5 separate regions of the Mus musculus genome follow, and all the other regions are linked to region 1. The links are chromatin contacts, called in public promoter capture Hi-C maps. All regions are on one chromosome and are shown on one strand. The core of a region is the stretch at or near the end of the contact, and the rest is flanking DNA. Distances in the headings are between cores, read along the strand shown. Region 1 holds the start of Fhit (fragile histidine triad gene). Region 2 holds the start of Dnase1l3 (deoxyribonuclease 1-like 3). Region 3 holds the start of Pxk (PX domain containing serine/threonine kinase). Region 4 holds the start of Pdhb (pyruvate dehydrogenase (lipoamide) beta). Region 5 holds the start of 2610318M16Rik (RIKEN cDNA 2610318M16 gene).

What was found. Promoter capture Hi-C pulls out the DNA fragments that hold promoters and counts their contacts.
Region 2: a promoter capture Hi-C map of pre-B cells shows a contact between it and region 1, with 4 times the contacts expected there. The contact joins the promoter of Dnase1l3 here to the promoter of Fhit in region 1. A contact is called at or near these places in 1 of 39 promoter capture datasets (pre-B cells), 1 of 115 datasets of contacts at active chromatin or transcription factors (thymic regulatory T cells) and 1 of 9 other capture datasets (pancreatic islet).
Region 3: a promoter capture Hi-C map of pre-B cells shows a contact between it and region 1, with 3 times the contacts expected there. The contact joins the promoter of Pxk here to the promoter of Fhit in region 1. A contact is called at or near these places in 3 of 39 promoter capture datasets (the C10 cell line and pre-B cells), 1 of 484 Hi-C or Micro-C datasets (CD4 T cells) and 1 of 115 datasets of contacts at active chromatin or transcription factors (large pre-B cells).
Region 4: a promoter capture Hi-C map of pre-B cells shows a contact between it and region 1, with 3 times the contacts expected there. The contact joins the promoter of Pdhb here to the promoter of Fhit in region 1.
Region 5: a contact with region 1 is called in a promoter capture Hi-C map of hippocampal neurons, with 3 times the contacts expected there. The contact joins the promoter of 2610318M16Rik here to the promoter of Fhit in region 1. A contact is called at or near these places in 2 of 39 promoter capture datasets (embryonic stem cells and hippocampal neurons), 1 of 115 datasets of contacts at active chromatin or transcription factors (embryonic stem cells) and 1 of 9 other capture datasets (embryonic stem cells).

Annotation. Positions count from the first base shown.
Region 1 is chr14:10,451,073-10,457,337 of GRCm38.p6, reverse strand. Fhit (fragile histidine triad gene) reads left to right here and starts at 3,880. Exons shown (of 7, transcript NM_001308286.1): 1 at 3,880-3,969.
Region 2 is chr14:7,991,601-7,997,865 of GRCm38.p6, reverse strand. Dnase1l3 (deoxyribonuclease 1-like 3) reads left to right here and starts at 3,684. Exons shown (of 8, transcript NM_007870.3): 1 at 3,684-4,036. The coding sequence starts at 3,881.
Region 3 is chr14:8,094,758-8,101,022 of GRCm38.p6, reverse strand. Pxk (PX domain containing serine/threonine kinase) reads right to left here and starts at 2,812. Exons shown (of 18, transcript NM_145458.4): 1 at 2,607-2,812. The coding sequence starts at 2,708.
Region 4 is chr14:8,169,969-8,176,233 of GRCm38.p6, reverse strand. Pdhb (pyruvate dehydrogenase (lipoamide) beta) reads left to right here and starts at 3,242. Exons shown (of 10, transcript NM_024221.3): 1 at 3,242-3,343; 2 at 3,417-3,470; 3 at 4,704-4,811; 4 at 4,905-4,967; 5 at 5,059-5,094; 6 at 5,788-6,073. The coding sequence starts at 3,302.
Region 5 is chr14:8,364,970-8,371,234 of GRCm38.p6, reverse strand. 2610318M16Rik (RIKEN cDNA 2610318M16 gene) reads right to left here and starts at 3,795. Exons shown (of 4, transcript NR_151471.1): 1 at 3,661-3,795; 2 at 3,416-3,517; 3 at 2,951-2,994; 4 at 16-521. Oit1 (oncoprotein induced transcript 1) reads left to right here. Exons shown (of 10, transcript NM_146050.2): 2 at 4,146-4,201. The coding sequence starts at 4,189.

The sequences.
Region 1 (6,265 bases), core at 2,631-5,130:
GGAAATAAGAACTATATAGGCTTTTTTTTTTCAAACTCTCCAAGCTGCCTGGTAAATGTGTATTAATAGAATAGGCTCCAGAGGGATAGGTTTTCACCAGCCATCATCTCTGTTCATAGAAAGCCTTTTCCCATTACTTTTCTATTTTAAGTCTCCCCCCTTGCCCCAGCTGATTGAACCTTTCTGAAATGTGCCAGGCAGAGGCTCTCACCTCGCCTCTCAGCTTGCAAATAATAACGTCTTCGCATTTTCATGGCCTTTTCTGAAATAGAGACCTTTCATTTATATTTCGCCCACAATGGAAATAAATTGATTACCGTCACCACCTGTTTGGCCACAGACTTTTTGAAAGTCTCTTTTTCGATGAGGGAAAAGAACAGCTTGTCCCAGATTTCTTTATGCTCCAAGGACTTGGGGCAAAGGAATTGTTTCATCATTACATGTTATTGAATCCTAAAGAATTGCTATCTTTCATTTCTTCCCTGTTTGCTTATGTTTTTCCCTGGAGCCCTCCCAGGCACTGGACCCTTGGAGTTTAGTAATCACTGTGCCCTCCTGGAGACACTTCCTCATTGCTTCTTCATAGTTCTCTCACATTTCCCATCTCCCTCCCCACCCCCCATCTTTCTTTGCCTTCAGAAAATTTCTGTACCTTACCTTCTACTTCTTATATAAGTTTAAATTTTAGTTTTACCTATTATTTTCTTTTGTAACTTTTATTGAATTTGTTCCTTAACCGTTCCATTCATGTATAAACTGTGCTCTGATTACTGTAACTTCCCACCTTCTCTAATCTTCCTTTCTGGTCTATGACACTGACCTCTATACAGCCCCCTGTCCCACCCTCATGTCCTTTTTGTTCCCCTTTGTTTTTGAAATCCTCTGAGTTTAACAATGATCTGTCATGTGACTATGGGTTTGCAACTATCAAAAGGATGGTAGGCTACTCAGTGGATATATAACTACAGACAGTAACTTTTCGTCTTGCAGAATCCATAAGTAGTCCATAGTTGAGCACAGAGGGGTAATACAGACCCTGTTTTGTGATAGATAAACAACCTATTTCCAAATTATCAGTTCGGTATGTCTTTGCATCTAAGAATAACCATGTACACGTTCCCTTCTGATGTATGTTATTTCCCTGAAGCCAGTTGCTCTCTAATGATACTACTTTTCCTTTGTGTTGTCATCTTCCTACTTTTTTTATTCTTTCAAATGGAAATCTTTCTTGACTAAATTAATAAGTACTCTATCTTGGGTAAGGCTTATTCTACATTCCCCCATAGAGTCGTCTTGCTACTGGTTCCAGCCCCTGTAGCCTTCCTAGACATCATAACAAGTGGCCATTGCTTGGGCACCTCTTTCTGATGTTTATAGGTTAAAAGACAAAAAAGCGAGTCTGCTGTTTGTTATTAAAAGATCTTGGCAGCTGGACCTCAGCCCACACCTCAGATTCCCGATGTCAGCATGTGCTACACCTAGACCTGACTATGCCTAGAACATTCTCCTTGCTGGTCTATGTCAGTGTATACACATGACCCATAGTCACTGCCAAACTAGCCTGCTGCCTACTGGCTCCAGCAATTCCTATAGAGCTTTCTTACTCTAACACCTATCGCTCACTGCCATTTCTAATATACTAAGATGTAAATTGCTTGGCAGAATGAGTCCCCCCATTTGTCCTCTCATTTCTTTGTTCTTAATTCAAATGATCCTCTTGGAGCTATCATGATGGCAAGGAGACAGGTAAGTCTCCCTATCCTCAGGAATTTTATACTCACTGTTGACACAAAACACATGAATACGGGAACACAGGGTGAAAAGGAAGGAAGAATGCAGAGAGACACAAGGTATTACCTGAGAGGAGGGGGTCTGAGGTGGAAGGAATGAAAAGAACTGAGCAAAGTCACTCTTCGTATGGATCAACAGTAAAGCTTTGCTTTAAGCCCATGATTGGGATGTTGCGGTTTAAGTCTGCAGCCCCACATACTTACTGAAGCCCCTGGATTCAAAGAGGATCATGGTGTGGTCCACTAAACTGCTGTCCAAGCCTGGGCTCTTCTCAGTTCTTACATTGCCATCTTCCCAAGTCTGTGTTGCTGGGGGTACTAGGAGGAGATCATAGAGCTTATCCATGCTCTAGCTCATCTTCTTCAACTATGGCTGACAACCTGCAGCGGAACAAGCCCAGTTGCCATGTGTGACATTTAGATGATACAAGCTTAAGCTTGTTATTACGGAGGCTGAAGTTCTTTTCAGTCAAAGCCCCATTAATAAGAGAAGTTAGAGATGAACTCAAAGGGAAGCTTGAGAACAACTTTATTAGAATTTAGAGAACAATGCAGGCTAGGTAAGATTTGCAAGAGATACACCCCAGCAGCCATAAGGACCAGGGAGATGGAAGCACATCATTGTAATGGAAATGCACAGGCAGCTAAATGGCAAAAGGAGAGGTGGCTTCAGAGGGAGAGTGGAAAACCCAGAGAGCAAGGGAAGCCATTCTTAACCTTTGTCCAGTATCAGTACAAAAATAAAAGACAGTAAGTTACACTTGTCTGAGTCAGAAAGCAGCCCAGCGATGCCATGTGCTCTCCCTCCACACGGGCAGCAGTGTCCCCTCAGTGGGAACAATTTCTAGGAAGGACAGGCACAGTGTCTCACTGATGGGGTAATGATCCCTCTAGTCTCCTTTAGGATAGCCTGGAAGGTCGGGTCTCTCTACCCAAAGCTAGAGAAAGAACTTAGAACAAAGATACCGTCACTTTTCCATGTGAGACTGTGAATTCCAAAGCCGATGTTTACCTGTCTTGTGTTACCTGGGAACTGGAGATTGGAAGTGGTTTCTAAAGCTTTAGTTCTCCCAAACCGACCATACAAACCTTTTAGCCCCAGTAGTTTTTCTGGGCCCTGCTGCAAATCAGTGAGGGCAAAGCTAGAGTAGTGAAGAACCAGCCTGTTTCCATATTTGTCTTAAAAGCCATCTTATATTAAAGAAAACTAGGTTTATTCATGTTTATGATTTAAACTTATGTCTCAAGAATTGGGGCCGTGCCTGACCTGTACCCTTAACTACAAATGGTTCTGTTCTCTGTGTTTCAGGAATGGCAACCATATCTTTGTTTCAGAAGTTGTTTATTATAAACTACCTTTGTTCAAAAGGGTTGTTATAGCTACCTTGGCATGACCACTTTGTAATGCCCGAGTTGCCCCCACAGCTTTGTTTTAGGAGACACTACCTTGTCCTGTGTATGTTCTGCTCATGGAACCTAGCCTGTTTTGCCTGCCAAATTCCCCATTTTGGAAACCCTCTACCTGTGATCTATAAAAGCCATGTGTGTCTTCCTCACTTCCAATTCTGACCTATTGAACCCCTGCTTAGGGGGAGGCAGCCTGTACACATGAATCAAAAGGCTTGCTTTAATACATTTCTTGTTTTAGTCAATTTGGCCATGATGATTTGGGTCTGTGGTAGAGATGTAGGGGAGGGAAAGGCAGAGCTAAAGATTTCTGAGCTCAATCAAAAGCTTAAGTTGCTGAAGTCATTTCTCTTGTTGGTTTGCACACCAGAGGCAAAGTGCCTCAGCAGACAGCTGAAGAGCAGGAAGAGGCTCTGTGTGTGTGTGTGTGTGTGTGTGTGTGTGTGTGATCCTTAACCTCCTCACTCAGCTTGCTCCTTCCTGCATAGCATCATTGTTTACTTAGGACATTGAACAACATAATGAAAAGCTCAGGAACGTAAATATGCACACAGTGGATTACCAGGAAATGTGAGCCTCTGCCTTTATCTGTAGAGAAAGGTCAGAATCCTCCGCGAGAGCGGTTTCGCCCCGCCCCCCCACCCTTCACTCCAGCCTTTAACTGCAGCTGATCTTTGATCTCACTTCCTGAGACTCACAGCAGAGGGCTGCCTACCAGTCGTATCTGCTTCCTCCTCTTCCTGTGGATCAGTCCTCTGCTTGGAAAACACAGGTACCCCTAATTCCTAAAGTACAAAAGTCCACTCTGGAGGCTGCTGGGATGGACAGCAGTGTTGGAGGCAGACCTTTTTTGCAGTTATAATTCTCCTTTCTCTGCTCGTGCTGGGGCTTTGTTCGGGCTCTAGAGACAGAAAAGCACACGTGCTCCTCAGCAGAAATTCAAACCGCAACGATGCATACATACTACTGCAGAGGAAGCCAAACCCCGGGGTGGCATGGCCACAGATGTTCTTGGGACTTCCCCTGGTGGTTTCCCAGTGAAATGTGGCCACGTTTTTTGTTATCAGTGTTGAGCCAGTGGAGGTACAGCCCTGCACTGTCACCTTTAACAGCCTTAAGAATTTACTCTGTCTCTTAGGGACCTCACTTCAGACCCAATCAGAATTTGTTGCTTCTACATGGAAAAAGAGTTTTAGGACTAGCCAGGATGGGAAGGAGTTGATGATTGCATTAAAGATATTTTCATATACCACTTTTGTGGCCCAAAATTATGTCTGAGGAGATCACTTCGAAACCTTTTCTTGAAGGCTGGAGAGATGACTTAGTGCTAAGGAGCATTTAGTACTGCTTTTAGATCTGAGTTTACTTGCCTTCTCTTTCATCAGTGGAATGATGACCACCTGTAGCTCTAGCTCCGGACAATCCAATGTCCTCTTCTGGCCTCCAGGGCTGCAGGGATGCACTCACATGCACACACTCACACACACTTAAGTATTTTGTAATAATTAAGGAACACTTTTCTCTTTTCTCTCTATCTTGATGAGTGTGATTGGAGGGCGGCTCTGGAAGTGTGTTTGTTATCTGTGCTTATGCTAGAGAAGGCAACAGTGCAGTAGCACACGAGGGCTTTAGTACAGCCCTTCTCCTGTTTAGCAGGTTCTGGCGAGGTTCCTAGAAAATTGCACGTTTACAGCTGGGGAGTGGAAGAGCCTTCTTTAGGCAGTAGATAATTATGCTGGAATTCTTGCTTCTCTGCTGGGAAAGGCTTCTGACTCATCCTAGGTAAGGTTCTTTTCTCAAGGCCCCATAAGTTTAACTGTCTTTATCCTCCCTTCTCTGTCATTCAAGAGCTCTGTGCAAATGAGTTACCATCCCGGAGTGCAGCCTCATGTGAGCTAAAGTGGGCAAGGGTGCTGAAGAATTTCCACCTTGTCCTTGAGTAGATTCTGCTGTGAGTCTGAGAGCCTCGCACTCAGGAAATTTGGAACTTGATAAATTCATTTCACTTTGGGGACATCATATAGTCACAAATAGGAGAATAGAAGCTACCTTGTCTCGATGTCATAAGAATGAAATGAAATGCTAGTTGAGCATCCATCAACCATGCTGCCCCCTTAGAAGCAATTTCATGGTGGTATTTAAAGAACATTGCTACTACCTGGCTGTGCTTGCCTATCCAAGAACCCATTTCCTTACAGACCTAGGAAACAGCCAGCATTAGTCTCTTTCTGCAATAGGTTATGACAGGGACTTTTGACCTGGATAAGACAGATGCTAAGCATCGTCCCTTATCTCACTTTAAAGATACTGTCTTTTCCGTCCATGGGTTGTTAGGCTTTGGCGTGTGTTCTAGGACATAAAGGGCAAGAGTGGTGTATAAAGGAGGGAAGAAGCCACAAGGGACAAAAGAGACAGCTGATGAAGTTCATGGTCTGTTGGCAGGACAGCATGGAGGTTGTGGATGTGTGATTTTTTTTTACAGTATTGACTGTGGATTTTACTTATCAAGTTTCTCTTCTATGTTTTATTTATCATATATATTATAATTATAAAGTCCCTATGTTATTTATAGACATGTCTACAGGCTAGTGTGCAATGGGTATATTCAATAAAGAGAAAAGGTACTACTTATAAAATACAAAGTGAATCTAGCCTGAAATTTTTGTTTAGAGAATTAAAATAAAAAGATGACTCTGTGTATGTGTGTGTGTGTGTGTGTGTGTGTGTGTGTGCAGAAAGAGACTACTTCAGAGTGCTTTGAAATTGGAGATTTTTTTTGCATATATTTTTTGGAAATTGTTAGCCTATTTAATAGTGGTGATTGTGTTGTTTTTTGCTTTTGATTCCAAATGATTACTTAAAAAAAAACAAAACAACAACAGAAAAACCTATGCACTATAAACTAAAAAAGAGACTTGCAAGTCATATTGAGTATTCAGCAGAAAGTAATCACTTGATTTCCTCTGCCCAAACAATTCTTTGGTTAAGGACCTAACTACAAACTCCCAAAACCCACATTAAAAAGCCCAGTGTAGTGTCATACAATTTAAAATCTTAGTATTGTGGAG
Region 2 (6,265 bases), core at 2,435-4,934, 2.5 Mb after region 1:
TTAAGGGTAAAAAGTCACACTGTCTGAATCCTGCACCTGAATTGAAAAACTTGTACACAGAGCAGCTAGCAAAAAGGAAAGGTTAGGTAGAGTATATGATTTCTTCTCACCGTTTTTGAGATTTGTATGTACATTTGGGATTATTTCAAGGTAAGAAGATAATTGTAGGTAGGTGAAAGAACTTCATAATTTTTAGCGTACCTCTGCTTCCAGGCCCTCACAGCGCCCTCTTGTGGTCAGGCTGGGAAGGTCAGCTTGATGCCAACAAGCTGCTTTAGTATCTCCAGAGGCCTTGCCCTGTTTGTTTGCAAGAAAGCTGTGAGAGAAGAGCAATGGAGGGAGGAAAGTGAGAGAGAAGAGCTGCCAGAGGGAGGAACTGGAGAAAGAGCTGCAATGGTATCGTTTGACCGACTGCGCTCTTTTGATTAAAATCTGAGGGACAGTGTTTAGCACTGAGGGGGGAGACGCGAAGGCACAGCCAGCTCATCAGCCAAGAAACCGTGCTCCCACCTGCCAGACGAGGGCGCTGCTTCCTCTAGTTTCTACCCTGAAGGGCCAACGCGGAACTCCGGAATGAGATGCCAGCTGCGGAATTAATGCGAAATGAAGAAGATAGAGTCACGCCAAAGCAAGGTCCCATTTGTGCCCTTATTTAAGATCGATACTCTGTTCACTATGGTTTTTTTTTAATAAATTTTGATTTTTACAAAATATGTAATGAAATTACCTTGATTTTTTAATTTGTTTGGCATTACCTTGAAATTTGTACCCCAAACCAGCATCTTGTTGGCCTCTCCCTAGCCCAGCCTGGCAGATCTAATAATCTATGCATTGCAACATCACCAGCTCCAAGTCACAGACTGGTCAGGCAAAGTCTGAAGTTATACGGGTCTTTTTGTACCTATAAACAAAGAATTAGCCAAGAGAATTCGTTTTGAGAAAGCAAATGAAAGTCTTCGATGTCACACCATAACCAATGGCTGGGCTCAACGCAATGTCTTGTCTCTGACTTTCTGTTCCTTCATCTGAAAACTAGAAATAGCAATGCTTTTCCTATGATATTTTAGAAACTGCTTCTCCAATTCTCCCTCCCTCCCTCCCTCCCTCCCTCCCCCCAACTCCCCCCCCCCCCCCCGTGTTGCATATGTGATGAGTGTGGTGAGTGCAGCATGGGCTCATGTGTGTGTGTGTCAATAGATGTGGAGGGCCAAAGAGTGTGTCCAGTGTCTGCCTGGACCACTCTTCACCTTATTCCTTTGAGGCAGGGGCTCACTGAGCCTGGAGTGCTCACAGTTTTTGGCTAGACTGACAGCCAACAAGTCCCTGTCTCCATCCCTCACAACCCTGGGGCTATAGGTATATATGAGACCACGCCCAGTCAGGCGGGCTTAGTGGACCACGCCTTTAATCCTAGCACTCGGGAGGCAGAGGCAGGCAAATTTCTGAGTTCGAGGCCAGCTTGGTCTACAAAGTGACTTCCAGGACAGCCAGGGATATACAGAGGAACCCTGTCTCGAAAAAACAAAAAAACAAAAAAACAAAAACAAAAAAAACCACGCCCAAGTTATTACACAGGTGCTGGGCTCCCAAGTCAAATCCATGCTTGCATAGCAAGTTCTCTTGACCACTGGACTGGCTCTCCAGTTCACAGATAACAATATTTTGTTCACACAGATGAAAGGCTAGGCATTGTGCTAAGTTAGCGTTTTAGTTAAAAACTAACTTTCACAGCTGTACTATATGGGAGCAAATATTGCCCATTTTTAAAGTGAGGGAACGGTCACAGAGGTTTAGTTATTTGTGTGTGGTTGAACAGCCAGTAACTGGAAGCACACTTGCTCTGACCTCCACACCAACATTCTCAACTAGACTGATCTAGTGTTAGGGGGGTGTTACACCTGGGGCTGGAAGCAGGGGTGAGGAGTGGAAGGGGCGAGAGGGAGGCAGTGGGAGAGGAAGTGTGCATGATCTGGAGCACCTACCAAGAAATATGGCCGTTCTGCCAAACAAGAGCCCCTAAGGGGATGGAGAGGTCGTTTGCTTGGTTGGATGCTTGCTAGCATGCTTGGGGCTGTGGGTTTGACCTCCCAAAGCACAAGAAGGGGGAGCAGGGGCCCTCAGAAGGTGAAGGCAGGAGAATCCGAAGTTCAACGTTATTTTTGGCTACATACGGAGTTTGAGGTCAGTCTGAGCTAGGGGTCCTGTTTCAGAAAAAGAGAAGGAGAAAAAGGAAATTTCAAAGAATTTTGAAAGCATGACACGTGAGCCTTCTCTTCCTATGGTGGTTCTCTTCAGTGCAAGTACAGCCTGCGTATACTCTGTCCTGTGGGGCTGAAACTGAGAGCCTGTTTCATCAGCTGGTACAAAGGGGTCCACAAGAATACAGCTCCCACTGTGAGAGAATAGGGACTAAGAGAACCAGATATGAATGATGGTGGCCTAGAAGCATAAATTTAGGCTTCCCAGATACTGAGTTTCTACACGATAACATCTTGGGGTTCTGTTTGCTTGTTTATGCGTATGGGTGTTTTGTCTGCATGGGTGTCTGGCACCCTGTGCATGCCTGGTGTCTGTGGAGGCCAGAAGAGGACCCCTTGAACTAGAGTTCCAGACCATGATGAATGGCCATGTGGGTGCTGGGAGTTGAATTGGCACCCTCTGAAAGATCATTCGGTGCTCTTAAGCTCTGAGCCATCTCTACAGCCCCTAGTTTCAGGATGTTTTTATAGGAACAAAACAAAAGAAAACATTGGTGGGAATACCAGGTAGGTGGCTTCAACAAAGCAGAAAAACCCATGTTATTGGCCTTAGTTGCCACCTGATGACATTCTTGGATTCCTGGTTAGAGGGAGCTAGGGCTCTGCCCATGTATTCCAACAGGGGTTTACCTGACTGTCACAGGATGTGAGGTCAAGCACAGGTGTTGGCAATGGGTGGCCTTTAAAGGGCGCTGAAGATGGCTGCAGGAGAATTTGAGTTTTCAGTCAGAGCGGTGGTATTAGCCAATCAGCTTTGTAGGATCTGGAACGTGGGTGCGGCTCCACCACCCCATCCCTGGTGCTTTGGTTTACACACATGAGTTTTGCTAGAATTACACAACGTTAGCTTGTGCTTCTCACCGCAAGCCTGAAGCTGCTGATGAGATGTGATGACACAGTAGTGTGTGCATGTCGCAGGATTGCTGTCTGGCTGCTCACACATTGCTTCGCACAGCTGCGTCAGACACTGGAAACACCTGTTTGGGTCACACGACCCAGCCCTGCCCACCCTGGGACTTTCCTGCTGGCTCTTTATCTCTGCTGCCTCTGAGGGCCTCAGCCTGTGACGCTTCTGCTCCTGGGATCTCCACCTCACCTTCCTCAGATGCCAAGGTATCCTTGCTTCACTGAATTCAAACTAAACCTGACCTTATGCACCCACGGGGACTGCTAAGGAGACACTGCATAGATGTGTCCAGTGGTGACTGTTCACCAGGTCTTTGTCCCCCAGCAGGTGGCTCCACCAGTCCAGTTCCTTCTGTGTGAACATTGCCAAGCTCATCAACTCTCAGGGAGAGGCCCATGGCTACCACAGGAGACATGCCTAGAGATCAGAGCTAACCCCACCCCACCCCTGCCCACTGAGATTATGAGTGGCTTTTAAGGAGGCTGGTTTGTAAATGCAGCATGACGTTTTCCTCATGAGGACAAGAAAACCAGAGGCCTCTCTAATGGCTAACCCATTACCTTCATTTCCTTGGGGATTGAAACGCGTGATGGTGAGTTCCTCAGAGAAGTGAAAGTGACCTAGAGGGATCCAGTAATTCCTGTTATCAGCCTGCTTTATAAGTCAGTGAGCCAGGCACTGTCTTCATCCAGCCTGAAGTCCCAGGAGTGCAAAGATGTCCCTGCACCCAGCTTCCCCACGCCTGGCCTCCCTGCTGCTCTTCATCCTTGCCCTCCATGACACCCTGGCCCTAAGGCTCTGCTCCTTCAATGTGAGGTCCTTTGGAGCGAGCAAGAAGGAAAACCATGAAGCCATGGATATCATTGTGAAGGTGAGTCATGTTCCTGTCCTGGACACCACTCGCACCTTCTCCCAGCTGTGGACTCCAGGGGTCTGAAGTTGCCCTGGAGGTGAGGGGGAGGTAAGGACAGGCTTAGAAGGTGGCTAATGATGATGGTCACTCCATTACCATCATCACTCAGCTCTGGGTATTCTCTGTTCCATCTTCAGACTGGGTGGATCTGTGCTTCCCTCGGGGGTGTTGCAAGTTTGCTTGAGCAGGTAAATGTGATGCTCTTGCCAGAGTCTGGCTGGCAGTCAGTTCCAGGTACCGGCTGCTGTTCTGACGGTTTTAATTGAACATACTGAATGTCTGTGTCAGTCACTGTAAATACATAGTCTCATTTGTCAACTTTTCAAGCAAGGGCTGTTGAAGAGAATGAACTCAGAAGGGCTATGAGGTGCTGGGGAGCTCCAGGGGCTGGTGGTGAGGGAGCTGGGGCAGCCCTGCCTGCCTCCTCTTCATAATCTTGGTGAAGCAGGGGAGCCCCCTCCTGGCGCTCTCTCCCTCCCTCCTCCCCTCCCTCCTGCGTTCTCTCTCTTTCTCCCTTCTTCATTCTTCCCTTGCTGTCTCTCTCCTTTCATCCTTTAATCCCTTCATCCCTCTCCCCCATTGATTCCCCAACTCTCAGTTCTGCTCTGTCTCCCTTTACGAATATTTCTGTCCTTGGGCAATATGACCTGTCTGGGAAAGCTGCTTATAGTTTTCTGGAGCCAACTGACTCTCTGTCCCATGGGTTTTGATCCTGGGACTCTGTGGGGTGGCTAGTACTTAAAAACAAACAAAACAGAGTGGGATTGGGGTTTGCTTCCTTTGGTAGGATGCTTGCTTTTTATGAAGTCCAGAGTTCTATCCTCAGCCCTGCACAAACCAGGCATGGCGTCCAACACCTGCAATCTCAGTACTGGGGAGGTACAGGTAAGAGGGTCCAAAGTTCAAGGTCATTGTTGGCTGTAGAGTAGATTAAAGGTCAGCCTGGTCTACACAAGACCCTATCTTAGCACAACATGACACACACACCACCACCACCACCTCTACCAGTAACAGCAGCAGCACCAAAGGTCCCAGTGTGTGGTGAAAGTGCCAGCAGCCCTGGGTTCAGACCCCATCTCTCAGCTGAGGGAGCTCAAGGTCCCCGCTCTTCCTGATACTTCACGTAAAGTGGGTGTGGCCGGTAGTGCTAGTCGGTGAAGCCCACCTGAGGCAAGCTGAGCCCAGCGGAGGACACTGCTGTGCTACTGTCCGGCAGAAGACCTGCTGGGCTCCTGCCAAGATAGTCCTGGGCCCCAGGTGACAATGCCCTTTAGGTGACAGCTAAGCACCTCTGGATGTGTTTTTAGCAGGGCAGCTGTGCTAAGCCAGTGGGAACTTTGACACCACAGCTTAATGGAGAAATCTAACACGCAAGGAAACTATTTCCCAGCATCTTCACACGTGGCCCAGGGACCACGTGCCTATCTACATTCCTGACTTATTCAACCCTGAAAGTTTTGCTACACTCTTGGGGGCTGTGTTCTGTTCTCGGGTGGTTCTGGTTCTCCACACAGCTTCTTCCCAGAGCTGAGTGAGTCCCACGAGGTCTGCTTAAAGCTTTTGCCAAAACTTCATCCTATCCTCACAAAGCCAATCTCCCCAAACTCTCAGAGCCGTCTAACAGAACAGTGGCAGTTGACTCCAAACACCTGGTGCTCAATCAGGATCCTTAGTGCTTGTGAGGATCAAGGAGAAAGACACATTTGCCGCCCAGAGAATGCAAGCAACGTTCTTTGTAGCAGAGCATTCAGGTTAGTGGTGTAAGTGTGCCATGAGAAGGGCGTTGTGTGACGCTACAAGTTAGGGTTTAGGCAGGGCAGTGGTGGCACACGCCTTCACTTCCAGCCTCCCCAAACTTGGAAGGCAGAGGCAGGTAGATTTCTGTAAGTTCAGGTCAGTCTGGTCTACAGAGCAAGTTCCACAACAGCCAGGGCTATGTAGAGCCTGTCTTGAATAAAAAAACAAAAACAAAAACCAAAAAAACCCTCCCCTGAAAACAATCCAAAACAAAACAAAAAGTAAAAACAGAAGTAAAACAAGAAGTGAGAGTTAGAAGAATATTATCAGTATTTCTTATGAAGCCTATGCTGGTCAAACTCTCTATGTAACCAAAGGTGACCGGAACTTCTGATCCTCCTGGCTTTACCTCCTGAGAGCTGCGATTAAAGGCATGTGCTATCACCTGGT
Region 3 (6,265 bases), core at 1,563-4,062, 2.4 Mb after region 1:
TACCACACATTCACAGTAGCAGGCAAGCACCCTCTACATACACATGACATACATACATACATACATACATATAATAATATATACATATATAATTTATAAAACTTTGAGTGAGCTGGGTAAACACCCTGGATGGAATCTCTATTATTTCCAGGCCAGACAGAAATACATAGTACTGGATACATACATACACCTCAAAACAGAGAGGAAAAAAGTTTCAGTGACTTGGCCAAAGTCATGTGACTGACACACATGTTTCCAGACCTATAGTCAGCTTGACTCTTCAAACCAAAGGGCAACTGCTATATATGTTAGCATTCCTTCCAGGCTCTGCCCCAGTTACCTGGCAACAGCCAGGTAATGCCTTGCTTACTATAAAAGGGCTGTTTGGCCCCTCTGGCTCTCTTACTCTCTTATTCTCTCCCCATTCTCTCCCTGCCTCTTCTCTCTCTCTCCCATATTTCCCTCCCCCCCCCCCCGCCCCTCCCCAACACACAAGTGTTCCTGGACAGCCTTTCCGATTTTCTCTCTCCTTCTCCTCCTCTTCCCTTTCTCTCTGCCTTTCTTTGTCTCTACTCCCTTCTCAACTCCCCTCCTCATGCCCTAAATAAACTCTATTCCACAGTATATCTGTCATATGCCTGGTACCTCAGGGGAAAGGGGTGCCTCAGCAGGGGCCCACAGAGACACCCCCTTCCACCACACCAAACCGCCCACACTTCTACCAAACATATCCTGACTCTTTCTTCCTTTTTAAAAAAAAAAAACACAAGATACCCTCCATGTGTCTCTGTCCATAGCCAAGGAGTGACTTTCTAGAAAGCAGTATTTTGAAGGGTGCATCTTGACCTCTGAGATCTCCACAGCCAACACACTGTAGAGCCACCTTCCATCCACCCAAAGGAGAGCAATGCCTTTCTCTTCGCCCACACACCACTTTCAATAACTACTTCTTTCCAAAATAATTTCCAACTGTTCCTGTTTTCAAGGGACCTACTCGTAACTCATCAGCAGGCCAAGAAGTTTGTGTCAGTATCTGCTTTTTCTCAATAAAGTTTAGGGCTGAGGCAACATGCCTCAGTCGTCCACGTCACAGCTAAAACGGCAAGAGCACAGAACAGTCAAATGTTACGCAAGACGACACTCTGTATTCATTCCACGTCTGCCTCTCTGGGTCTCCTGTGAGTCACTGTCTTTTCTGTTCACTCATCATTATAAAAACTGCCAATTTTTTGCCCTAAAATTCCTTACACTTGTTTTAATGACGAGTTCTGGAGTGACTATGGAACCCATTACATCTCTCACCTCCACACTGACCTGTTAGCAGAAGCCAGGTTGTTCCGACTTTCACAACCATCTCTACACAAACAGGAAACGGGGCACAGTGAGGTTGCAATCCATTCACTGATCTGTTCAATCGACACATATGAGATGCTATCAGACAGAGACCCTCCTGTCAAAGCTTGGAAGAGAGGAAATTACAGAACCATCCTGGTGTCCATACTGCCTAGGGTAATAGCTACGCAGGAAGGAAGGCTTTCTAGAGGAAGTGGTCTCTGAGCATCCATCTCTTTAGTATTAAATAGACCTAAAACACCCTATGAGGTTATAAGACTTACTTGCCAGTAATCCAGTCAAAAAACATAATTTGAAAGAATTATTATTACCTTCCATAAACATGGCCTTAAATACTCACTTTGCAACAAATTACAAGCGCAACAAACTCATAGATTTTTGGTGCCTTTCATAAGTTTCTACAATAGGACTTAGGATGTTACCTACCATTGGGAGAAAAAGTGCATTTTTTAAAAAAAGACAGTCATTTCTCTAAGTGAGAATAAATGCTTTCAACAATCCTGACCTACAAAGCAAGGCTGTCGGAGAGGTAACAGGGCTCTAAAAAGTCCTGCTTTAATACATCAGAATGAAAGATCTCTTTGACTAGCGAAGAATTTGAACATACACACACAGAAACAGAGATAAACACACAGGGAACGTCAGAAACAAGAGACAGAGACAGCGAGATGGAAAAAGAGACGGCGAGACAAAGAGACAGAGACACAGAAGGCTTTTGTGGGGCTTTAGCCTCCAGATGATGAACCCCCAAACACTGCTTGATAAACAAGACTCTGGGCTGGAATCTGATTTGCTGGCCTGACAAAACATTACAATCTCAGGAATCCCAATCCCACCCCCACCCCATTCATCATTTCCTCGATCAAGTCCTAGAGGCTACAAGCTCCCCGGTTTTTACTGGTTCCTAGGGTTTACTGCTTGTAAATTACAAGACATAGAGCACCTTTCCAAAAGGAAAAAGGGGGGGAAGTACCGGCAAATGAAAGCAAGCGTGGCTTTAAAGCCCCATAAAAGACTGCATGTGGCAGAAATGAACTCGCCTGTGCGTACTACGAGCACCGAGGGCTCCCCTAAGCCACTCCAGGGGGTCTGGGATGCGCGGGCACGCCGCCCCGGCCGCGGCCCGGCAGGAGGGAGGCAGCGGGCTCACACACCTGCCCGGCTCCGGTGCCCGCGCCCTGCCGCGCCGCGCCGCCGTCCGGCCTTCGCCCGGCCCCCGCCCTCGGCCCCGGCCTCCCGCCCCAGCCGCGCACCGTGTGCGACTGCAGACTCTGGCTCGCCTCGACGGCCGCTGTCAGCGGCACCGTGTCGTCCAGCAGCACCTTGCCAGCCGGCGGCTTCTCCATGAAGGCCATCCCGGGCCGCCGCCGCCGCTGCCTCTGAAGCCGGGGCAGGAACCGGAGGCGCCGAGCCCCGCCACCCGCCGCGTCCCGCCGCCGCTGCTGTCAACGCGCACCGCCCCGCGCCCCGCGCGCCGCCGCCGCCCGCGGGTCCTAGCGCCGGTCGTCTCTGCCTGCCGGCTGTCAACACCAGTCTGCCCGACCTCGCTGGGTCCTAGCGCCGTTCTTCACGGCAGGGTAGGTGACTGCTATCGTCGTCCCATGGTTGCAGTCAGAGGCATTATGTCCCTTGCTCTCTTGGCGCCTCCTCGCCCCCGCAGCGTATACTCAGTACTGTGAGCTCCTGGCCTCGGGCGAGGAGCACAAAACTAAACCATTACCACCACATCTCGCACTGCTTCTCTGGACTCTAACAGAACTGAGCTTTTCAGATGAACCGTTCAGAAACTCAGGCTGGTAGATTTGAGACCCTACTGCTCCTAATCACACTTTCCTGCCCAAGGACCTTAGGACTCAGGATATAACAAAAAACAACTTCAGGGTGGCTTCTCAGTCTGAGTTTATAGACCAAACTTTGTAAACCAAATCTGGATTCATGTTTTAAACCTGGATCTTCAGGAGAACCTAGGTGCCACACTCTCATAACTGGATCCCACGGGGTTTAGTTCCTAATCTTTAAACAATAAGCTTTAAGACAGAGGTGGAAAAATAAAATAAAATAACTGATGCAAAGATTTCCCTGCTTGTATGCTTGGTCCTAGCTCACAGTTGAGCTTTAAAGTCTTTGAAACCAAAGAACACTCAGATCTCTTAGACGGTGAGAATATTTGGTCGGTCCTAGAACAGGCTCCAAGAACCTCAAACTCAGAACTATCAAACTTGATGATCAACTTGTCAGTACCAAATCTACCCTGCTCACCTTAACCCAAGACCACAGCCTTCCAGGATAATAATGAAATTAAACTTAGATCAGATGACTAGGACCCTGTTGAGGGTCTGTGTGATCTTGAATAAGTCTCTCTCTCTCTTTCTCACACACACACACACACCACACACACCCTGAGACCTCACTCTTCCATTGGCAAAACTAAGTAAATGCCATGTAGAATGTGTAATAGGAATGCAATTGGACAGGAAGGAACTTTGCACATATTTAAAATCTCAAACAATATGCATTCCATCCTGACAATTCACAGAACAGAGATTTATTTCTGCTTGTTTCCACTGAATTTCTATTATTTTATTCATAGAAACCAAGCTTCTTTGTGCATCCATCACCACTGCGATGACATCATAGCAAAGGTCTAGATTGCTCTTGACGGTTATTCTCTTCAGAGTTCAGGCTTAGAGATTGCTGGGCAACCCCAAGGAGCCAAGTGACACCAGAGTGCCTTCAGGGGCCAATGCTCAGAGGAGACCTGGGGATCTTCTTAATTTAGCCCTAAATCAATGAGACCTCTTCTTGCATCTCATTTTTATTCCTATGTGCTTTAGAGCAGTAATCCACTAAAGCCAAACCATGTGTCACTTTAGGACGGTTCCACTCCTTTCCTCCATTGCTTTGTTTAAGGACAGGGAGTATTTAATTGTCAGAGGAACAGAAACACAAAGTCTGCATTATTACTCTGGTCATGGTGGGGATCCATCAAGGCAAGGCCATGTTCATATTTCGTTGGTGGGAATATAAAGTGGCCTAACCCTTATGGAAGGCATTAAGTCACTCAGTGAGTATTTACTGATTTACTGAGAACCTACCATGTAATAAGCTGAGTGGTTGTGCTGGGATTTAATAATGCATATGAAAGGCTTGACCACATCTCACCTTGAGACTGCGATTCTATCTCTAAGAGGGCTATACTTAAGAAAGCAATGAGAGCTTCACACAGACGTATACCATGTAAAGACAAGCACTTAATCCCCAGTATAAGATTATACAATCATGGGCTGGAGAAATGGCTCAGCAGTTAAGAGCACTGACTGCTCTTCCAGAGGTCCTGAGTTCAATTTTCAGCAACCACATGGTAGTTCACAACCATCAGTAATGGGATCCGATGCCCTCTTCTGGTGTGTTTGGAGACAGCAACAGTGTACTTAGTGAATAGTACATGGATAAAGTACTGTGGAAGGGGAACAGGAGATGCGTATGGAGTGGGTGAAGGTGGAAAGGAGTGGTTTGGAAGAGGACTGCTATGAGAAAGGAAAAAAAATCAAGTTTGACCCAAGAACTAGGCAATATGCTGCCTTCACAAAGCTGAGGCGGGTCAGGGCTCTGGTGCTCGTTCTGAGCTACTCCTCAGGTCTGCAGCAGCTCCAGGGGGAATCAGAAGCCTGGCTTCGCTTTGCTTCAGCTTCCTCACCTGAGGCATGGAGACTGGGACAGCTTCAGGCAGGATTATCTATCGAGGGCCCTGAATTGCACTGATGCCTGAGCCATTGGCTAAGAACAAACTGCAGGCTATTTCAAGGGCGTCGGCACAGCCTTTCCTAGAGAAGGGAATTGCAATGCTTTCCTCTCTGGAAGAGAAGGGAAGGGACTGAAAAGGAGTGGGAACGAAGACTGGAGTTGCACGCGGCACGAGATTTGACTTTGTGACTTGCCTGTCTTCTTTACCAGGAAAGGGAAACTGAAAGTGAGCAACATCTGATGGAAGCCAGGGACAGGGTCAGGGTTTCCTTCCTCTGGCTCTTTCCAGAAGCCCTTCAGGACAAACACTTTTGCTGGGCTCATCTCTTCCTACTTAACTCAGTGAGTTCCTTGCCCAACCTCCTGACAGATGGGCTTCAAGCCTCACACAACCTCAATATTCATTTGGCTTTTCTTCCTTCCTTTTTTTTTTTTTTTTTAATTGGAGTTCTGGCCTTGAACTCTTAAGAGACCTAGCGAGCCTCCTGCCTGAGCTTCTGGAGTGGCTGACTACAGATGTTCTGTGCCTGGCTGTCTAGCATTTGAAGTCACACAGGCTGAATTCGGGAAACTCTTCTCAGACCAGAGCTGTTCTAAATCAAACAGGCTTGTGTCTCCAGTTCTGGGCCACATAAACTGATGAGGAATGAGAAAATGGGAGGCTTTGCCTCTTTGCATACATACAACTACTTGGAGGCCAGCAGAAGAAAAAAAAAAAGATTTTTATATTCTGCTATGTTGCCAAATGTTTAGACAGCTCATGGGCTGTTTATCTAACAATCTGAGGCTTGGCCAGATTGATTGAACATAATGGATTTTAGTGAGGAAATTTCTAGCCCTGACAACGGCTGTACAGAATCAGATCACAGAAGCTTGTGAAAACTCAGAATTTCCTAGGCAGGGTGGTCTTACAACTCCAAATGACTTTATTTCTTCAAATAATCATGGGATGGACACTGAGCAACAGATTTTACTCATAATAGTCATTCATATGCTAACATTTTCTATGTCAACACTGGGAAAAATATGTCCAGGGGCATAAGGTCACGATGGTTTACAGCTAAGAGCCACTTTAAAAATAATGTCTGTGGCAGCCAGGTGTGATGGCGCACGCCTTTAATCCCAGCACTTGGGAGGCAGAGGCAGGCGGATTTCTGAGATCGAGGCC
Region 4 (6,265 bases), core at 1,993-4,492, 2.3 Mb after region 1:
TGAAATGAACCAAAAGTGTAACTGGAATTCTGTTCGTGTTCTCTGTCACTTACAGAATAGGCAGAAACAGGAATTGATCTTAAAACTGTGCCTTATTCAGAGCTGGGAATAAGAGAAACTTAAGTTAAAGAATCTAGAAATCTGGATTATATTTCACCTCTACCAGCAGATTCTAGCAGGATAGTGTGTGTGTGTGTGTGTGTGTGTGTGTGTGTGTGTGTGTGTGTGTGTGTGTGTGTGTGAGAGAGAGAGAGAGAGAGAGACTCTGGAGCTCAGGCTTGCCTGCCCTGCTCAGGGGTCAGCCATATTTCTGAGTCTTGTGATGTCTGCAGGATAGTGTGTGTGTGTGTGTGTGAGAGAGAGAGAGAGAGAGAGAGAGAGAGAGAGAGAGAGAGAGAGAGAGAGAGAGAGACTCTGGAGCTCAGGCTTGCCTGCCCTGCTCAGGGGTCAGCCATATTTCTGAGTCTTGTGATGTCTGCTTCTCCCTCGTTGCTGATGTTCTTCACTCTGGGGATATTTGGACTCAGACACACAAAACAATGAAGCTCAAGTTCGTTTCCTCTGGTTTCCACCTTGTAATCCTTCAGGGACGTCTGCTTTGGGAGAGGGGTTAACGCAGACCAAGAAAATCACTAAGTGTGTGAATGAAAAATGAGATAAAAGGAGAACATGGCTATGCCTCAAGTGTGGAGAAGATGTCTATTGTAGACATAGGGAGAAAGCAGGCAGAAGGAAGAGTCCAGGCTGAACATGGCCAGCAGAGTAAACTGGGCTGTGAGAGGAGAGAGGGGAGGAAGAACAAGAAAGGACCTGGGAATAAGAGACTCATGTAGCCCAAATGGCTGTATTATATAGGGATCAGGCTGGGGACAGGAAGCCCAGCAAATGGTAGGGAGAGGTTTAGGATAGGAGGTGGGGTGAGAAGTGTTCAGAGGAGTCATAGGTATTAAATGAGACTTGTCCTGGGCTTGAGACTTAATACAGTGTATATGTACTAAGCTATTAATATGGACAGGCGGATTCTCTTTTATATTAGAGCAATCAAGTGTGTCTTTATGATATAGAACACAAAATGTCCCTTTCTGTTCCCTATCAAAAAGGACTAGACCCAGCTGGAACTAGAAGGATTCCAAGCACTGGCTGTTTCCTCCATTGCTGGAGGTAACTGGAAGCTTGAAGTTGTCAGAAATAAGTTTGGGGACACAACGAAAGAGACCAGCACTTCATTTGAAGTGTCTGGACAAGGTGAACTTTACTCCTGATCAAGAGGGAGTTCTCAGAAAGAGGGAATACACAGGGAGACTGGGAGTGCGTTTCATCTTCATTCTAACTCAGGCGGTGATTGTTTCTTTTCCGAGTTGGCACGAGTCTGAAATCACAGTCTGATGCAATGGCTATCCTTAGATGACTCAGCAATCAGGAAATGCAAGAGGAAGAGGAAAGGAGTGAAAGGAAGGCCCATTGCCCCAGGTGTTGAATTCCAAGAACAAAGCAGTGGGCCTTTGCATAAATTATGCTTAAGGAAGATTCAAACTTTTTTTTCAACTTTTTTATTAGATATTTTCTTCCATTTACAATCAAAAGATTCAAACTTTTGCTCAAAGCTAGGTGTGGTGGTCCATTCCTTTAATCCCAGCACTAGTAGGAGGCAGAGGCAGACAGATCTCTGAGTTCAAAGCCAGCCTGGTCTACATCAATTTCCAGAATGTCCTTTGGTTACATGAAAGAGTGTCTTTGTTCACATATACTCTGAAGTTAGGGGACTCTGATGTAAGCAAACTTCATAGTTTGAATAGATGAGAACACTAAAGCCAATGTAGTGAATGCAATATTTAAGTTGCTAGTAAATAGAATTTGGAACATTTAAGCCATAGAAAAATAGTGGTAAGAAGAAAAACTATGGACTGGTTGGTGGTAGCATAAACCTTTAATCCCAGCACTCAGAAGGCAGTAGCAGGTGGATCTCTGTAAATTCAAGGCCAGCCTAGTCTACAGAGAGAGTTCCAAGACACCCAGGACTACACATAAAAACACTTCCTTGTGAGGAAAAACAAAAACCAAAACCACTTACATTAAAGTTTTTCAAGGCAGGAGAGGGGATTTGAAGTCCTTGTCCCAAACACAAGTTTATATAATTTTTGATAGAAAGACTCATATTGGGGCTGGTGAGATGGCTCAGTGGGTAAGAGCACCCGACTGCTCTTCCAAAGGTCCAGAGTTCAAATCCCAGCAACCACATGGTGGCTCATAACCATCCGTAACGAGATCTGATGCCCTCTTCTGGTATATCTGAAGACAGCTACAGTGTACTTACATATAATAATAAATAAATCTTAAAAAAAAAAAAAAAAAAAAAGAAAGACTCATATTTGATATATCTCACATGGTGACCACCTGATGGCAGCAATGAGGGAGGTTTGGAAGGAGGTGATCCCATACCTCAGTGTCCTTTTACAGTCGATGAGACTGAATGCAGAATATAAAGGCCACATCTAAGTATCTATTCTCAACTGTCTCTTGTCCTGCTAAAGCTATGTTTCAGGCTTCTCCAGTCCCGGTATGCCATCTAAATTCAGCAAGATCAGAACAACCTCCTCACCTCTTCTCGCCTGGATGGAGATAATACAAACAGAAACCACCTAAAAGCACTTATCAAGCACACATCACAGTACTTGGCACACAGTGGACGCTTAGTGCCTACATGAAAGCTATTGTTCACATTCAATTTACAGCGCCCTTCATATAATGGTAGGTTCACCCTCCACTGTTGTGTGTGCAAGATTCACACGTTGCTCAAAGTCCTTCAGTGCCCGCAAAGGGGTGGCTTTACGGTCCTAGCAGCCTCGGTCGGATCAGGCTGCACTGACTCAGTCCCAGCACGTGAGCAGTCAGCAGTCAAGTCTGAGTGTAGGGCGTGTTAGGTGCATGACAGCCTCTGCAAGCGGTCTGCAAAGTTATCTCCAGTGCACCGGGTCAGAGAGGAACAGCAGCCTCACGTCACCTCTGCTGGACCGCGACTCGCTAGGTGGGCGGGGCTCGCAGGCGTCGAAACTAGCCGTTGGCTACGCATGCAGAGGCGGGGCCCAGAGGGCGCGCTCTGCCAAAGCCTGGGGGCGGGGCCTATGAAATAGCGCCTTGCTATTGGCTTCCTCAGGAAGACGGGACTCTCAGTTACCATTCTATTGGCTTTGCCGAACAGAGGTGGGACGTAAAGGTGTCACGCCCTACTATTGGCTGCGTCAGACGGGCTCTGCGGCGCTTCTGTGTTGTCATTCGGCAGCTAGTAGAGGACACGGGCAAGATGGCGGTGGTGGCTGGTCTGGTGCGGGGACCCTTGCGGCAGGTAGGTAGCGGCCCCTAGCGCGTCCACTGTAGGCCCTGTGCCCTTTCTGAACCCTTTTTTCTCTCCCTTCCAGGCTTCCGGGCTGCTGAAGAGGCGTTTTCACCGCTCGGCGCCCGCAGCGGTGCAGGTAACCGGTCCCGACGTCGGGCAAGGCCGGGAGGGAGCCCTGGGGCCCGGGAGCAGGCCTGAGAGATCGGGGTCGTGTCTGCCCCAGGGCCAGGTGGCATCTTGGACCCTGACAGCGGCCGCGTCCTGCGGATGATTCGCGCTGCCTCTGTCCTCGCCCGGTGCCATTCATATTGGTAACCATCCCTTCGAGGCCGGTGGCAGTCGAACAGACAACCACCTGCTTTCCTGACTTTTAATCCCCACCCTGGAGTTGTGGTAAAATGTAGCTTTGAAATCTTATGTGTTCAAATGTGGCATCGAATGAATTCACGGTCTACACTGTCAACTTCCAGAACTTTACACGATAATAATTCACACTCTTTCGGCCGCTGTTGTATTGTACTTTTCTGGCTCTTTTTGAGTTCTTGTTTTAGAGCGTCATATAAGTTGAATCTTTTGTTCTTTTGTGTCTGGCTTATTTAAAAAGGTTCATCCACATTGTAGAATACATTCATCAGAATTTGTTCCTTTGGAACGTTGAATCATATCCTTTGTACGTTTTATTTATACATTCATTTAAGGGTGGTTTGTTTCTATCTTTTGAATTTGTTACGGTGCTGAGAACATTGGCTTGCAGATACATGCTTTTTTTGGCATATATATATCTAGAAGGATTTTATCAGTCTACATTACTGTAGTAGCATAGCAGCACCTGCATTGTGGATGTCAAGTGTTGTGCACTAGTGAACGCTTAATACTTAGTCGTAGTTAGTATCCATAGTTAGACCTTCCTTGCTAGTTCTCTAAGTCTTAGTACTTCAAGTGTATTGGTAAAACAGCCTGGCATGCTTCCTCCGTAGGAAACTGCCTGGGAGCTGGTTTAGCAATCGCTCAGTTTTCTTGCCCGTGCATATGAAGCAGTAGAGCAGAAGTGTTCTGTAAGCTTGTCACTGACGCCTAGTGAAGATTAGTTGGCATAAGTGGTACTTGTTACGTTCTATGTGTGTGAGCATGCACATTGTGGTCAATGTGCAGGGGATCCGTTTCCTCCTTCCGCCATGTAGGAAACTGGAGATGAAACTCAGCAGGCTTGGCCACCTTGCCTCCTCAGATTCTTGGAATGTGGGCTGCCTGCATGAGTGTTAAATTTATGTGTTATGTTGTGGGCAGTGTAGGTAAGTATAAGGAAGGGGGTTTCCATAGTCTCCTGAATAATCCTGTAGCATGTTTTCTGTTTATATACTTGTGACAGTTGACAGTTCGTGAAGCTATTAATCAAGGTATGGATGAAGAACTAGAAAGAGATGAAAAAGTTTTTCTGCTTGGGGAAGAAGTTGCCCAGTATGACGGTGCATACAAGGTAACTGAAATAGATAAACTTTATGTAAAATTTAAAAGTAGCCATTTGCCCTGACAACCACTTGGAAGTGATGTGGTTAAATCTTAATTGTAGGTTAGCAGAGGCCTGTGGAAGAAATACGGTGACAAGAGGATCATCGACACCCCCATCTCAGAGGTGCACTCTCTGGACAAGCTTTGGGGGGGCTGGTCAAGTATTCAATTTTAATTTCTATGGACTTTTTCTTAGGCTGGTGTTTGCTTTACAGATGGGCTTTGCTGGAATTGCTGTTGGTGCAGCTATGGTATGTAATATTTATGGAGCTAATCCAAGGAGGTTTCCTTTAATAACTTTTGAAAATATTGTTTGCTCTGTGTGTTGTGGTGTTTGCCTTTACTCCCAGCACTCAAAAGTCAGGCAGGGCTGGTGAGATGGCTCAGCAGATAAAAGCACTGACTGCTCTTCCAAAGGTCCTGAGTTCAAATCCCAGCACCCACATGGTGGCTCACAACCACCCATAATGGGGTCTGACGCTCTCTTCTGGGACAGCTACAGTGTACTTACGTATAAATAAATCTTTTAAAAAAGGAAAGAAAGAAAAAAGACAGCAAGTACATTTGCCAGGCGTGGTGGCACACACCTTTAATCCCAGCTCTTGGGAGGCAGAGGCAGGCAGATTCCTAAGTTCGAGGCCAGCCTGGTCTACAGAGTGAGTTCCAGGACAGCCAGAGCTGCACAGAGAAACCCTGTCTCGGAAAAAAAAAGTCAGGCAGATCTCTGAGTTCAAGTCCAGCTTGGTCCACAAAGTGAGTTCCAGGATGACCAGAGTTATACAAGGAAACCGGTTTCCAAAAAACCAAAAGAAAAAGGAAAAAAGAAAAAAAAAAATACCCCCAAACCATGCTGCTTGTATGTCGGGAGAGTAGACTGCTTGGTTATTCACCACTCTTCCTTGTTCTACTTAGTCTTTTTAACATTGATGTTTTCCATTTGACAGGCTGGGTTGCGGCCCATCTGTGAATTTATGACCTTCAATTTCTCTATGCAAGCTATTGACCAGGTTATAAACTCAGCTGCCAAGACTTACTATATGTCCGCTGGCCTTCAGCCTGTGCCCATAGTATTCAGGGGGCCCAATGGCGCCTCAGCAGGTGTAGCTGCTCAGCACTCGCAATGCTTTGCTGCATGGTATGGGCACTGCCCAGGTTTAAAAGTGGTCAGCCCCTGGAATTCCGAGGATGCAAAAGGACTTATTAAATCGGCCATTCGTGATAATAACCCAGGTAACCCTACATCTCTTTTGAACACTAGAAAGCTGACATGAACTCTCTGCATATAAGGCATCAGGGGCATCTAGTGAGGCTTAGATACAGCATATGTATAACGTACTAATGATTTAGAGACAGGAAAGATAGTCAAAAATGTACTTTTTCTTCTCACTCTGAGGGGCTGGTTATTTACTGCATACCTGCACA
Region 5 (6,265 bases), core at 2,546-5,045, 2.1 Mb after region 1:
CACGGAGAAGGCCAGTTTATAGAAAGCCCCTTTCTTCATTCTCTGTACACCAGAGGATATACACCATATACCACACGTGCCTGGTGCCTATACCCAGATACGAGCGTAACGGCCAGACAGAGAGGCTGCAGTCGCAGAGAAGGTGGCCCAAAGCTCAAGACCATCCACAAAGCAGATCAAGGGTGTTGATGGAGGGGACTTCGTGAAGACAGGGAAGGTCCAAGAGTTGGAACTTAGCCAATGAAGTTTTCACGTCACTAGAGATGCTGATGAGATGCTCTGACCCTCCCTCTTTGACAGTCTGTCCCCAGCCTAGGGAGAGTGGCTCCTTTCACTGGCTACCTTGCCTCTGGGCAGGTCATGGTTGAGCTGAAAGTCACAGAGCTCCAGGAAACAAACAGACATTCTGGATCCTGTAGGGCCTTTATGAAATGCCTCGATGAAGACTGGAGTGGTGGGAGATGGAGCTCTGTATCAAAGCATGTCCGGCATGTTCAATGTCCTACATTTAATGCCTAACACTGTGGAAGAAAGAAAAGGCAAGGAGATGTCACAGGCAGCAGGCAGAGATGCTGTGGTGATACTGTGATCCCACAGAAAGACTAAACATCCCTATGGGAATGATACCAAGAAGGAGCCCAAACTTAGAGTAGGGACACTGAGCCCTGTATGCAAGATGGCAGGGTGGTCTCAAGCCCACAGCCCTTCTATAAAGGGTGACCTGCGGCCTGACCCCTTCCACAACAGGTAGATAGTATCACCTCTTTTTCAAAAAGAGAATTAAGACCCCCTACACAACCTTACAAGCAGCAAGCCAGTCTGCCTGACCCCCAGACGTGGCATCTTTCTCAGTAGAGCGCATTCATCACTGTTTGATTCTTCCATGATCAGCCCTTCACATACTGCCCAGCCCCCTCTGGCAGGTCATGTCCCTCCCTGTTGGGAAAGGATACATGGAATTGACCCCAGACTTAACAGAAGCAGATCCAGGGAGAGATCTTAGCCAGTGTCTCTCCGTATCAGTAAAGCATCTGATTGATTGGTCTTGCCTGGGTCATATGCTAACTTCAAAAGCAACCACAAACACCAAGAAGGCTGGTTGTCAGCCCCATGTGTCAGGTTAAGGTAACATGATGAATGTGCCTCTATTCAGGACCACATGGACATGTTTAACCTTGACTTCCAGGGCCAGAGAAGTCTTCCCAGAGAAAGTGGGTTTTTTACTAGGAGTCTTACAAACTAAGATTGCTCCAGAGATAGACTCTTAGTGTGCAGACCAAGGACTTAGTTAATGCAAGTTCCAGGAGTGTTCCAAAGTGTAACTTGTCACAGTCATTCCCCTGTGCCTGGTGTGCCTGGTGCTCAGCCTGGCTTTGATGTTCAGCAAATGCTCCAGGAATAAAGTCCACAGTTTGTTGTGTGGCCTTAGAAATGACTTGGCCTCGCTGAAGTGAGACTGCGCCGGATTCAATTCATCCCATCCCTGAATATTTGTTGAGCATTCCTCAATGCTTATGTGGTCCTGGACCTACAGTCACAAAGCTAGCTGGGGAGAAGAAAATGTCAGAGCTTGTAAGCTGATCTGGAGACAGAAATCATTAGAGAGTGGGGGAGGGACAGGCCAAGGACAGGGAGGGCTTGAGTGGCTCTCTGGTCAGGGCAGGAGAGCACAGCTCACAGCAGCTGGGGGCCTCCTCACAACCCTCCCTTTATTCCCTCCCCCACACCCTCTCTACCTGTTGTGTATTGTAGAAAATGCTACAATTGGATGAGCACTGCTCTGCAGTTATATCAGTGCCCTAGGCCACTAGGCCTGGCTGCATCTAGAACGAGGAGACCTCTCCCCTGAAACTTTGCAACCCTAATGACCAGTTGTGACAAGGAAGCTTTTCTCACATATTGATGGCTGCAGAGAGAACTCTCCTTCCCCACACATGTCACCTACTCCTGGTGCTTTTTTTCCTACCCCCACCCCAGAAGCATGCCAGCCCTAAGCTCAGACCCCATAGCACCCACTTGGCCACCAAGATGAGCTCATTGGGGACTCTGGAGGTCAGGGAGCTCTTTGGGTGTCAGGTGGTAGCCAAGAACTCAAGCAGGTAGGATTTCAGGCTGGAGAACCCATGGCCAAGACAGTACTGTGTGCTGCTCTCCACCCCAACCCTGAAACCAGATCCTTCCAAGCTTGGCTACCCAGCCAGAGTCTTCTGTGTGCCCTGGCCCTCTCTCCTCCCCTAAATAATGTTGCCTGATTTTCAGGTGTCTGAGTATCCACCAAGACTCCTCACTCTTCATCTCCTCCTCCCTCAAACCCCTGCCCGTTACCCTCCACCTCTGCTTCTGTTTCATTCTTAATTTTTCCTTCCTCAGCCCTGGCTCAGGTCTGCTTTTTTTGCACACTCTGTTACTGCCCATGTCTGTCCTATCCCAGCTCTGACCGTCTACCCTGGCTGCCCCCATACTACACAGTAGTGGCGGGAGGAGGGCGGGGCCAGGATGTCCTTTAGTTCTCATCTGGGGGAGCCTCTGAGCCACAAGGCACGTTCCAAGGACCCCCATGCCATGACAATATATTTTATATCTGAAAAAAATGGCATTTGACTCTCAGGGGAGTTAAAGGGTCTGTAAAAGCTTGCTTTCTTTTCTTTTTTTTTTTTTTTCTTTTTCTTTTTTTTTTTTTTTTTTTTTTTGTAAAAGCTTTCTTGAGGGGAGTTATAGGTGGAAGGAGCAGGCACACAACAAGGTAACAGCTCAGATCCCTGACTCTGGAGCCCTGCCGGAGGTGATGACAGTAGGTCTTCCCACTGGAGGGATCAGCAATGTTACCATTGTTTAAAAGTGAGGGTAGATCCAGCCTCAGTCCTCCTGTATAGACAGACACAGAGAGAGCCGCAAGGCTTGACCTGATGCAGTCAGGCTTGTGGGTGTGTAGTTCTGTCTCCAGCCTTACCCGAGTCCTTGGCAGTTGGACACTGGAGACTGTTGAAAGGATGTCTGTTAAGATAGATTCTTGGGAGAAAAAAATTAGGGGGGAGGGGAGGAAGGGAATGAAAGGTCACTTGCCCCAGGCTCCATCCACCCAGCCCCCCCCCCCTCCTCTCCTAAGCACCAGCTGGCCTCCAGGAGACTCAAAGCTGGCACATTTCTGGCAACTGCTCAGCTCCTCAGGACAACACTGAGGGCTTAAAAGAATGACCCAGACCCTGCCTGGGACACAAGAAGGGAGAAAATCCTGGTTTCAGCTCTCCTCTGAAACAAAAAGTACAAGAAGTCAAACCCTGAGGGGACCCAGGGACCCTGTAGCAGCAGATGTGTGTCCAAATCTGTCCCCTTCCTTCTCCCTGCTGAATGGCCTTGGGCTTAACCATAGTGAGTTGTCCTTACAGATCCATGAAAAGAGATATTCATAAGGCACCTGGCAGAAGCTTGCCTGCGGAACACCTGTCCTGCCTACTACTATCTCCACACAGCAACAAAAGTCACTTCCTTTTACTGGTGCTTTGAGTGGCTGACAGCCCTGGACAGTCAGGCAGGAGTGGGGAAGAGATGGAGAAAGGGAGGGAGGCAGGAAGAGAGAGAGCGGAGAAGGGTGATAGGTTTCATAAAAACAGTATGTTTTGTAGCGCGCCCGTGCTGAGGCATCCCTCCCCTCTGAGGTACCTGCCAGGCCTGCTAGTATAGAATAGAGTTTATCTGGGGCTTGGGAAGCAAGGTTGAGAAGGGACTAGAGTCAGAGTGTAGGCAGGAAAAGAATGGGGGAGGGGGGCAGGAGGGGGAAGATGAATGCAAGGAGAGAGGGGGGAGGGAAGGAGAGAGAGTGAGAAAGGGGTCAGAGAGAGCAAAGAAAAGCAAGCAGGTCGACCTGGCTGTTGCTAGGTAACTGTTGGGTGGAGCCTAGAATGCTGCCATGATAACAAAGGGAATGAAGGTAAATCAACTATGAAAATCTACTTGCTAATCTCTGAGTCATTAGGTGAAATACAGGATCCCTGGAGATGTTGAGGTAGAAGGGACAAAAGTGGCTCCTCTGCTCACAGGGCAGGTGAAAGGAATAGTTCCAGCACCCACTCTCATCTTCAGACCCTAGAGGTCAGTTTGCAATTGTTTTGTTTTTTTGTTTTGTTTTGTTTTGTTTTTCTGCACAGGTTAACGCTGACCTGACCGCAACCCATTCTTCACTTCAACAGGATGAGAGTGGCAGGTACCAGGGATCTGCAGCTTTGGGGGGGGGGGGGGGGGTTGGGGAGTCGGCTCTAAAATTTGTTTGGGCTCACTTTGCTATCATCAGTGTCTACCTATCCCAGCCTCAGAGATGGTTCAGTATCTCTTGTCTAAGGCCCCAGCAAGAACTCCAGGAGGACATCACGCAGGGAAACCTGGGAGAACAGAGGACAAGACCTTATCCCTATTGGTGTGTCCAACCTTTGGATACTGTGACATAACTGTGTCATCTACAAAGTCCACACATTATAACCACTAATAAGTTACTATAAATAAATACATAAATAAAGCTGTGTGTGTGTGTGCGCATGTGTGGCACATGTGTGTGCACAGGTGTGCATAGATGTCAGAGGTAATGTCAGCTGTTTGCTTCTCAATCTCTGTTTTTTGAGACAGGGTGTTTTATTGAACTTGGAATTCCCCAGCTCTGAGACCCCCAGGACATGCTTGTCTCTGCTCACATACATCTTCTGGTAGTGCTGAGGTCAGAGATCCCTGGACTGACTCTGACGCGTATGCTGGGGACCTGATCTTAGGCCTTCATACCTGTGAAGCCAGTTCTTTACCCACTAAGCCACCTTTCCATTCATTTAAAAAAACCAAAAACCTTTGAATGTTTTTAAGTTTATGATTTTTGTGATTTCATGTGTTGGGTCACAGTTTTAGCTATCCTGGGCTGCCTGTGTCCCGCAGTTTGGATACATCTACCGGCTGGGCGAGCTGTACCACTGCTGTCTCCAGTGGCCCCCTCTGCCTAGAATCCCAGCTTAGAAACACCTGGCCAGAAGTCAGAGGCCGCATACCAACCTCAAGGATGGCTTTGCAGGGTCCTCAGTGGTGAGACAAAGGTCTTTAGGGCACACACTCGTCCTGGACCCCTTTGTACAGGCATTGAAATGCAGAGTGAGTGCAACACACACACACACACACACACACACACACACACCCCATTTATGTTCCCTAGCAACTCTGAGAAGGCGTGGCAGCTGATTGGGAGTCAGCTTACTTACTTTCCTGGACTCCAACCTTACTCCTTCCAAGTAATCATGGGAGTGCAGCTATCTCTTCGAGCCTCGGTTTCATCATCGGTGAAGTAATATATTACCAAGCACAAAGATTTAGTAGATGAGTTGAGATCATCTGTTTTAAAGCTGTCAGTATAGTACTTGCCACAGAATGGGTGCTGCCAAGTGTGGACTGGGGCCCGAGGGGAATTCCACTTTGCGCCAGAGGACAAGGAGTATCCCCTAAAGCAAATGAGACCATATGGTTATGCTTTCTGGTCCTTGCAAGGCAAAGCTCTTGGTATCCCTCCATGTATGGGATTGCTCCCCAGTGTAGGGGCTGGAGTCACTAATGCCTGTAAGCCAGGGGAGGCTGGAGAGCTGTATCCTGTTCTGAAAATGCTGAACCCATCCACCCACCCATCCATCCATCTACCCACCCATCCATCCATCTGCCCACTCATCCACTCTTGTACTCATTATCTATCCATCTTTACATACATACATGCATACATCTGTTTTTCTTTCATTCGTCAAATACATATTAATACATGCTCTGTATACAAAATAAAACCCTTGCCTTCAAAAACATCCTGTTCTAGGAAGTAGAGTTAGATAACATCCAAGTAGTATGATGATGATATTTAAATAAAAATAGAATGATGTGAGAGAGGCTAAATGGGGAGAGGTTGCAGCTGGAACCGTGGAGGCCAGAGGCCACAGCAATAGATGTCATCATATCTATTCTTTAGGATTGACTGACTTTAGCTGAGAGAGGGTGAATTCCTGCACACAGTACAGAGGTTATATCCCTGAGGATTCTCTCTGGGCAGCTAACTAGACCCCAAGGAGGAACACTTTCAACTCATTTACAATGGCAGTTTGGAAGGATTCACAATATCTGATCACCAATCTCACTGACTGATCCCAGCATGGACTCTTGTGTGGTCTCAGCACAGTCTCATGTCGTGGACATGATCTGTACACATGACCGAGAGTCCCCCACCCCCGCTGCCATCATGTTAGAATTTGGTAAGAAC